Regions from separate parts of the Gossypium arboreum genome. Here region 1 is linked to region 2. A link is a contact called in public Hi-C data. All regions are on one chromosome and are shown on one strand. The core of a region is the stretch at or near the end of the contact, and the rest is flanking DNA. Distances in the headings are between cores, read along the strand shown. Region 1 holds the start of LOC108467753 (BTB/POZ domain-containing protein SR1IP1-like). Region 2 holds the start of LOC108463895 (subtilisin-like protease SBT1.7).

Region 1 (4,360 bases), core at 1,833-4,332, 230 kb before region 2:
AAAAGAGGGAAAACACCAGACATAGGAACACTTTGGAAAAGTACAGATAGTGGCAAACCAAACAATGTGTCAAGAAATGGAGTGCCTCCTATCTTTGCTCGGTCTTGTTCGAGCTTTGGCACCGGAAGGCGGAACTCCGAAAGGATAAAGGCGTCCAAGTTTCTTAGAAACTGAATTCATGAATGATTTTCTTGGCAAAGGAGGCTTATCAGATGATGGCACAATAATTCCCATAGGACTGCTTGCTGCTGACGGAACAGCGGATGATGGTCTTTCTATTTCTTTCAATCTCATTTTCATTTTTACTAGCTCTAGTTTCAAGTCCTCGTTCTCTCGTTTCAAGCTCGAAAGTTCATCCGAAACTGGGTGGATATCTGTTGGGGGGTATAAATTCACTCTGGAAGATATGGAAGGGGAAGTTCCACTTGACATGCTTCCGTTCATGACGTCTCGAAGGCGTTGTTGTTCGTAGTAAAGAACTTGAACCACGGTCTGGACAGGAAGACGGTCATTTTGCGCAGCGTGAGCGCAGGCCTCCCGGGAGAGTTTCTGGCAATCCATTAGGCTGCAAACTTTCTTCCTCTCCAAGTCAGTTATAGTGGGGTGAGCCTGTCAAGTGTCAATTATTATAGTGGGGTGAGCCTGTCAAGTGTCAATTATTATGAAAAGGTGGATAAGACTAAGATACTATTCTCTCAAATCAATGAAAGCTAAAAGGGTTCTATATGATAGTTCCAACAGTCTTGTTACAAAGCAGATTCACTTTATATGAGATTGCTTCAAAATCACCTTTACATTGCAGTGTGTTCAAACTTAATTCATAATGAACTAATGGTGTTGTTTTCTGTACTCATATAGGATTAGAATATATATAATTATTGAATTGAGTAAAAAATTGCAGCAGAATGTTAAGATGAGGGTAATTACATAAAAGACTGTACCTTGAGGTAGATATCTATGGCTCTGTACATTCCATCCTCTGTTATCCTCGATTGTTCGGGAATGAGTTCGGCAAGACCGATGAATTTCGAGACGGGGAGATTACGATCAGATGCTATTTCGGCTAGGTAGCTCTCCATTAGCTTTCCCACCATTTCCATGTCACTTAGTGGGGGAGAAATATAGCCATCTTCTTCTTTGTAGCCAAAATGAGAACCATCAGTTTCATATTCAAGGTAATTCATCATGATCCGCTGTACTGTGTCCACATCAAACAATGTATCCCCAGTAAAAGAATAGGCAGGAATCAAGAGATCATCTAAAACAGCCTGTCCTAATTGCAAGGCCATCCTTTTTTCTAAATCGAGTCGACAAGCAATGGTTGTTTCCAGATATATTGCTGCTCGAAGCAGCACGGTTAGGAAGCTTACAGACATTGCATTTTTCTCCTTTGGCAGAAGGCTCACTATGGTTTCCAAGACGACCCTCTTTTCGTGTTCTTGTCGTGGCTCGATTTTCTTCCTCCCCTTTCCAAATATTTCCTGCACAAAAAAAGAGCTTCAGCTTCAACTTTACATATTGAAGCATATCAGGTAAACAAGTGAATTATGTAGGCATGGCGGTCTCACCAAACCTCTAAGAGCTTTCTGGGCATAGAGCATAAGCACAGGACCAAGAGCATATGGTTTAAACCCTCTCGCTATCATTGCAATCAGAACCCGTTGGAATATGTCAATTCGAAGAACAGCCAAATCCTCAGCCCACCAATCAACAACCGTTTTTGAGTTAGAGATTGTTGAAGAGATTGCAATATCATTCCCACTCTCTTTGCAAGCTAAATATGCTATGGTATCGATGCACCGGCCAACCAGTTTAACTTCCTCTGCAATGGGGAGTAGGTTCTCGGAAGCATGTAACACAGAAATTGCTCCTGCTAGGCTCTGAAGTGCCACTTCATTCAAGAAGGCTTCAGTTCTTTCCACAAGGCTTCCGACCGCATAGTCCTCGGTCATCTCAAGGTACTCGGCCACGCAACGTAGCGCCGCAATATTCTCGGTGTTTATCTCAAAATTTATCCCGTAACAGAATTTAGCCGCAAGTTCGAAGGATTCCGCTCCGCCCGGAGCATCAGGAATTACTATGACTGAAACATCAGCATCATTGGATTCTGATACCACTTTCCTTATGTATCCACACTTAGAGACTAATGGAAACTGCAATTGAAGCAGGACATGCAAACAAAAAGGTAGAAATGATTATGATATACATGCTATGGCTGTTTGTATGAGAATTAAAGTACTTGGATTCTACCTTGTGAAGAGAAAAGGAAACTCCAGCAACTTGAACCGTGACATCACTGGGTATCTCCTGAGAGAAAATCCTGACAAAAAACAAAGAAAAATAAAATTATATACATCAGTTCTCTTACCATTTTTTTTCCTATCTGAAAAGCAATTTATGAATTTCATGCTTATATAGTAATGATACCACTCGCTGGTTCTCTTCATGGCTGTGGACATAAGCTCCTTCTTTTTAGCAGACATGTTAAGAGTGGTGGGTGCAGTGTCCTCCTGATCAAGATCCACCATAGCAGAAAATGAAGGAGTTTTACTAAGATCATGCCTGCATCTCCATCAAATCATAGATAACCAGAGTCTGTTAAACAGGGTGTTTATCATTTACAAGATTGTGGTGGAGCCAACAGAACAAGCAATTTGCTGTACTGTTTTGTCATTTATTTATTCAAATGTTTGAATGAGAAGCAATATAAGCTCAAAATCATGTCCTTAATAACTGTATTATCCAACTTTGAGTAGGTGGATTACCAAAACTAGGCCTCCAAAGAAACCTAGAGGGGAAAGCTGTGAGGAGTACAACATTTCAAGCAAGTGGTATTTTGGGTATTAAAGGATGAAGATAGATGAAGAAATATACTGTGTGGTGTGGGTTTTTGGTGGAAAGATTAGATGGTTTCATGTTGTTTGGCGGCTAAAGGTCGAAAGTTTCCACGTGGGCAATAGTCCCATCCGCTAAAGTTCCCATCTTCAGTTCCCTGTCCATTTTCATTGGACATTAATAAATTTCAGGATTCATGGGATTTTGGTTAACCTGGTCTTGATTTCTAAGTTAGATGGCATTCATAATTATGGCCAATCGTGGGTTTTTAATGTTATCACTCGAAAAGTAGTTATCATGAAATTTTATGTTGGAACTTTCTGCCTTCACATGTTCCTTTACGGTGTAATAATATGAACATTATGGACAGGACACCGGTTCCACTCTTAAGCACTTTGGTAATTTGAGGAACACATCTGTATACATGTGAGTGACAACTTGTGTTGTTTCACCATATGAAAAGTCGGTTGTGATTGCAGATTAGGTGCTTATTAATTGTTCTGAGGTTGTAAATGGATACCAAAATTATCCACCCAAAGAGAAAAGATGTTTGGGGTTCAACAGCATTTCTCTTGTGCAATAAATGAGGTCCTTAAAATCAACGAAAACAACTGGCTCTTGTTTGTACCCATCAATAATCTCAATCTTTTTCTCTGTTACGCAATTTAGGGGCCCGTTTCCTAAACGTTGATGGTTGATTGCAAGGAAAATTTAATCTCTGTGATCCCCAATCCATTGCAAGATTTCACATCCATGGGGTCATGAGTTCATATTAAAAGGGAAGGGATATTGTTTTTTAGCTGCAGGCAATTGTCGGGTATGTCCATTGGTACTGCTCTGTAAACCATTTTCAGGCGAGTTTTGACAAAACCAGGGGGGAAAAAAGAACAAAGAAACAGAAGATAAACTATTTGGGCGTTGTAGGGCTACTATTATAACATATCGATCTCCATAATTCATGCAAAATTCCTAGGGTTATAGATTAGACCCCATCAAAGTGCTTCATGGGCATTTTTGATTCTTTGTGGTACAGTAAGGAAAAGTCCAAAGGAAAGGTCACTTCATTATTATATTAGTGTTTAAAGGGTTGTAAAACTAAAATCATGGGGGGGGGGGGGGTAATTCTGCAGAGGGTACTGTACATAATGTGATATAAGTTATAGTAGGCCCACAATCAAAGCAATGGTCTTGGAATACCGTCGAGAACTGGGATTCCTTTCCTGCTGAGTTGGTATCCATTGATTTCAGAAACCTCTAAATTTGTAGCAGTGCTTGTCTATGCGAAGCACCCATCGTCCCTGCACATGTTGATTTGGGACCCGTCACCTCAAGCCAGCGTTTGTCTCCATTTTCACTTTGATTCCTTCAAGTTTCAGCCATAGAAAACAATGGTGAACCCCCAAACCATGTGAAGGGGTTACGGTACTGAATTAACAGGTTGGTTTGGGCAAAATAATTTGGAATTAAGACTGCACCGGCAAGTCTTAAACTGGGTGCTTTAAAAATAGCTTCATAGGCTCCACTG
Region 2 (4,630 bases), core at 1,541-4,040:
TAGTCCCACATTACTCGGCCCATGGTTCCACCTACTCAAATAATATGTTAATTCAAACATATAATAGATAAACACCATTTAGTATATTAACTATATATTATTATCAAATAAATTTTACCTTGTCACTAATGGGAACGTACAAGGGTCATTCACTCGGGGATGTAAAAATGGTAGCCGATGCCACACCTATGATTGCTGTAGGAGCAAACAGCCGCCAATTGATATATTATCTAGTACCGTCGCCCGACACAACTCCTTGTACAACGTGGCCAAAATGACTGATCCCCAACTCAGTCGTCCACATTCTTTGAAGTCGACTAGGTGTAGTAGCCACCTTATGTGTACCAAATTTTGAGATTTATCGGACATTAGAATTCCCTCGATTAATCTCAGGATGTATGCTTAGGCATATTGTTCTTTTACAACGTTAGTTGTGTTCGGAGGAAGATTTTTGAAATTATTTTCTAACCATTTCATATCTATCCGTCCACCTTGAAACTTCTTCAACACCTTCCTTAAAAATGCCTCACAAAAGTCCTCTAGATTGAGAACGACTGCTAACCCCCAGAACGATTGACCCATCCACCAATAAATCAAGTTGTAAAGTTACATCCTTGAGTGTGATGTACACTCACTGCATGGAAGATGATATGTGTGTGTCTCGAGTCTCCATCTTTCCACCAACGCGCTGATAAGTGTAGGATCCAATTTGCAGCCCCTGAGCATATGAAATGCATGTAAGAATCTCTCATCTTGCAAATAACCACGAATTTCAATGTTTGGACTCTTTGACAAATTGTTTATGAACGCCCCCAAAACACGATCATCCGCCTATTTATATCAACAAAATAAAATATTTTAAAATTTTTAAAAAATTTTAAAATTAACTTAATTGAAAATAACAAAATTTTAAATTTTTTCTTCCCACTGTCGATTGAGTAGTGGAATGTGCTTGTCGTCGAAACGAATCAGCGAGCTTGCCATTTATGAAAATTTAATCGAAATGAATAATCTACTAAACAATAAAATAAAACTATAATATTTTCAAACAAATGTATTGAAAAATTTCGAACAAAACTTGAGAAAATTGAGAGAGTTGAAAGAATTGAGAGTTTAAAGAGAATAGATAGTTGGATTTGAGTGAAAAGAATGAAAAATGGCTTGGTATTTATAGTAAAAAAATCGTTGCCCCTTAAAAAATTTTACCATTGGCCTCGTTTAAAATTGGACCGTTGGGAAATGATCGTTAGAGGAAAACATGCCTAGCTAAACTCATTTTCACACACTTTCTCCAAAAACGTTCTATTTAAAAAAAACTATTAAACAAATATAAAAAAATAGAATATTATTATAACTTATCCTAATTCAAGAGCTAGGTATTAACCTTGTAGCATATTGAGTTAATACGCCATACTTATGACAGTTGAGGAACAAATTATTTATAAATAAATAATGTTAATTAAGTGATTAAAATGAAACTTATTAATATTAGAGATCTTGTGCTGTAATTTGATTTTTATTGAAGTATGGCATCACTGCGTCCAATGTCTACACGTGCTGACCGGACCCCACAACGTGGAACTAATATCCAACAAATTTAATAGTATTCAATTTAAAAAAAAAAAAATAGTTTTTTCAACATTTCAATCTAGGTTAGTATAAGTAGGGGTGAGTATTCAATTGAATCAAAAAATTTTGAGTTAGTCAAGTTGACGAATCCTATTTTAGCAACTGAATTCAATTTGAATTTTTTTCGAATCGGATCGAATTGAGTCAAAAAATTTAGAGACAAGTAGAGTCGAGTTAACGAATCCTATTATTTATACTCAATGTTGCACTTACATGAACCGATTATTTAACTAGCAAACGAAGTATAAAATTATTTAACAACATAAACAATATAATAGTTTTGCCTTTTAACTTAATTAGTAAACTTTATCAAAACAACGTAGTTTTACCTTTTAACTTAATAATTTTGACTTTTAACTTTAGAAAATGTAATCATTTATCAAAATGACGTAGTTTTGCATTTCCTTATTCGGATTTTTAGATAACTCGAATTAAACAAAAAAACTTATTTTTTTATTCGAGTTTATCCAAATAACTTGATTAATTCAAATAACTCGAACTATTTAATTCAAAATTTAAAAATTTTATTAAATTTTTCGAATCGAACCAAATTTTGCTCACCCAATTTGGACAATAGGCAAAAGAAATTACATACTTTAAAAACGAAAATCAGTCCTACACTGAATCTAACCCTTCTTTTCTCTGCCAAATAAATTTCAATCACTGGTGAGATGAGAAGTGAGCAACTTTTGAATTCAATTTTGAACTTGCCTATAGTTTAATATATTATTTGTGATAAATCTAAATCCAATTACACATTAAATTAAATATTCACCTTCAAAAACATTTACCAACAATTATATCAATATTTGTAATTATTATTAAATTAAATATTTATTTGTGCACAGGCAAGAAGAAGGGGATGGTTGGTTGGCGGGTATACCTCCCATCAATAATTTCCAAACGTGTTGCATAAAATAATAAATAAAGAAAGAAGCAAAGAGCCAAAGACAAATGCCCGTGAACTGGAAAAATAATGTAAAATTAAATAAACACAATAAAAATTTATTAATATCTTAAATACAAATTAATATTTAAATTATCCAAATTATTTTTCTTCAAATTCATACTTTTATAGTCAAACTGTTAGACCTAATTGATAACTATGTCATTTTAAAAATAATTATTAATATACTGACAGAATCAAGAATTGCTAATCTATAACCTCCAAAACATAATCCATATTCAACTCAACTGTCTGATGAATTTCATATACACATCTTTTGTATTATATTCATTTCAAAGAGCAGCCAACCGTAATTAAAATATTATCTACTTGGGCACTTGAAATTCTAAGCTTCACGAATTTTTACTGCCATTACTTTTCAAATATCATTTATAAATTTGTGTTATTTTATGGCATCACATGATATCTTAAATTATTTTTATACTAACTATACCTACCGTCTTATTATTTAATTTCCTTTTATGCAAATTTAATCTTGAATTATCGTCTTCCTCATCAACTCATCTTCCCAAATGACTAGATGGTAATCGCTTAACCATCCTTTGTTTTTTCTTAAATGAACAAATAATTGAAAGGATTAAGCCCTTTTTTTTCCCTTCTCAATTATTGCTTTTTATGCTTTATTGTTGTTCCCCTTAACTCTGCAAAAAGAAAAAAAAGGAAATACACAGTTATCATCAGCCTAGAGAGGGGAGGAGGAAGAGAGAATCAATTCTCAGCCTCGAGAATAAAAGAGAAGATTTGAAGACAACGGATAAACACAAAAGCATGAAATCATGTGAAAGAAAGTTATTAGTATCTTATCTCAGCTCTTAACCTCCATCACCTCTTTTTTTTTCTCCTTTATTTATTTTTGGTTTGCAACCAATCATTCAAACAACAAGACAACCACCACCGTCCTACGACCACGTTCACTCTCTCTTCTTTTATATTTAATAAAGGAAAACAGCTGTTCCTTTTTGTATAAAATCAAGAGTTTTATCCAAGCTTTCATCTCTATTGCTTTTCCTCTCTTTCTGGTGAAGAAGAGAGTGAACAAAAATGGAGATGGTTAAGTGTTTTATGATTGTCCTGATTCTTGGTCTTTGCCACGTGTCCATGGCTGCACCATTGGAGGAGAAGAAGAGTAGCAGAAAGACTTACATCGTGCACATGGCTAAATCCGAGATGCCTCCGAGTTTCCAGCACCATACTCACTGGTATGACTCCTCTTTGAAGTCAGTTTCCGGCTCGGCTGCAATGCTCTATACCTACGACAACGTTATCCATGGATTCTCTACTCAGTTAACTGATGAAGAAGCTGAGCAACTCGAGAGCCAACCAGGGATCCTCGCGGTTTTACCCGAGGTAAGATACGAGTTACACACGACTCGTACACCTGAGTTCCTTGGACTCAGTCAAGCTGCTGCTTTGTTCCCTGAGTCTGAGTCGGCGAGTGATGTTGTTATTGGTGTGTTGGATACTGGTGTTTGGCCTGAGAGCAAGAGCTTTGCTGATACGGGGCTTGGACCAATACCAAGCAGCTGGAAAGGCGCGTGCGAATCAGGCACCAATTTTACCTCCGCAAATTGCAATAAAAAATTGATAGGTGCGAGGTACTTTGCTAAGGGGTATGAGGCTGCCTTGGGTGCAATTGACGAGACCAAGGAATCAAGATCACCTCGAGATGATGATGGGCATGGTACTCACACGGCCTCCACCGCTGCAGGGTCGGTGGTGGAAGGAGCTAGCTTGTTTGGTTACGCACAAGGAACGGCGCGTGGTATGGCCACGCGCGCTAGGGTTGCTGTTTACAAGGTTTGTTGGATCGGTGGATGTTTCAGTTCAGACATCTTGGCTGCCATGGAGAAGGCCATTGATGACAACGTTAATGTACTATCCATGTCCCTCGGCGGTGGCATGTCTGATTATTACAGGGATAGTGTTGCAATCGGATCTTTTGCTGCCATGGAGAAGGGGATTTTAGTTTCTTGTTCGGCCGGAAATGCTGGTCCAGCTCCTTACAGTTTATCAAACGTGGCTCCGTGGATTACA

What was found. A called contact is a pair of places that touch in the nucleus more often than the background predicts.
Region 1: a contact with region 2 is called in a Hi-C map of leaf, with 4 times the contacts expected there. The contact joins the promoter of LOC108467753 here to the promoter of LOC108463895 in region 2. A contact is called at or near these places in 2 of 5 Hi-C or Micro-C datasets (both in leaf).

Annotation. Positions count from the first base shown.
Region 1 is chr11:38,896,005-38,900,364 of ASM2569848v2, reverse strand. LOC108467753 (BTB/POZ domain-containing protein SR1IP1-like) reads right to left here and starts at 3,082. Exons shown (of 5, transcript XM_017768508.2): 1 at 2,428-3,082; 2 at 2,251-2,320; 3 at 1,569-2,153; 4 at 942-1,481; 5 at 1-609. The coding sequence starts at 2,528. The coding sequence ends at 70.
Region 2 is chr11:38,666,528-38,671,157 of ASM2569848v2, reverse strand. LOC108463895 (subtilisin-like protease SBT1.7) reads left to right here and starts at 2,790. Exons shown (of 1, transcript XM_017763886.2): 1 at 2,790-4,630. The coding sequence starts at 3,638.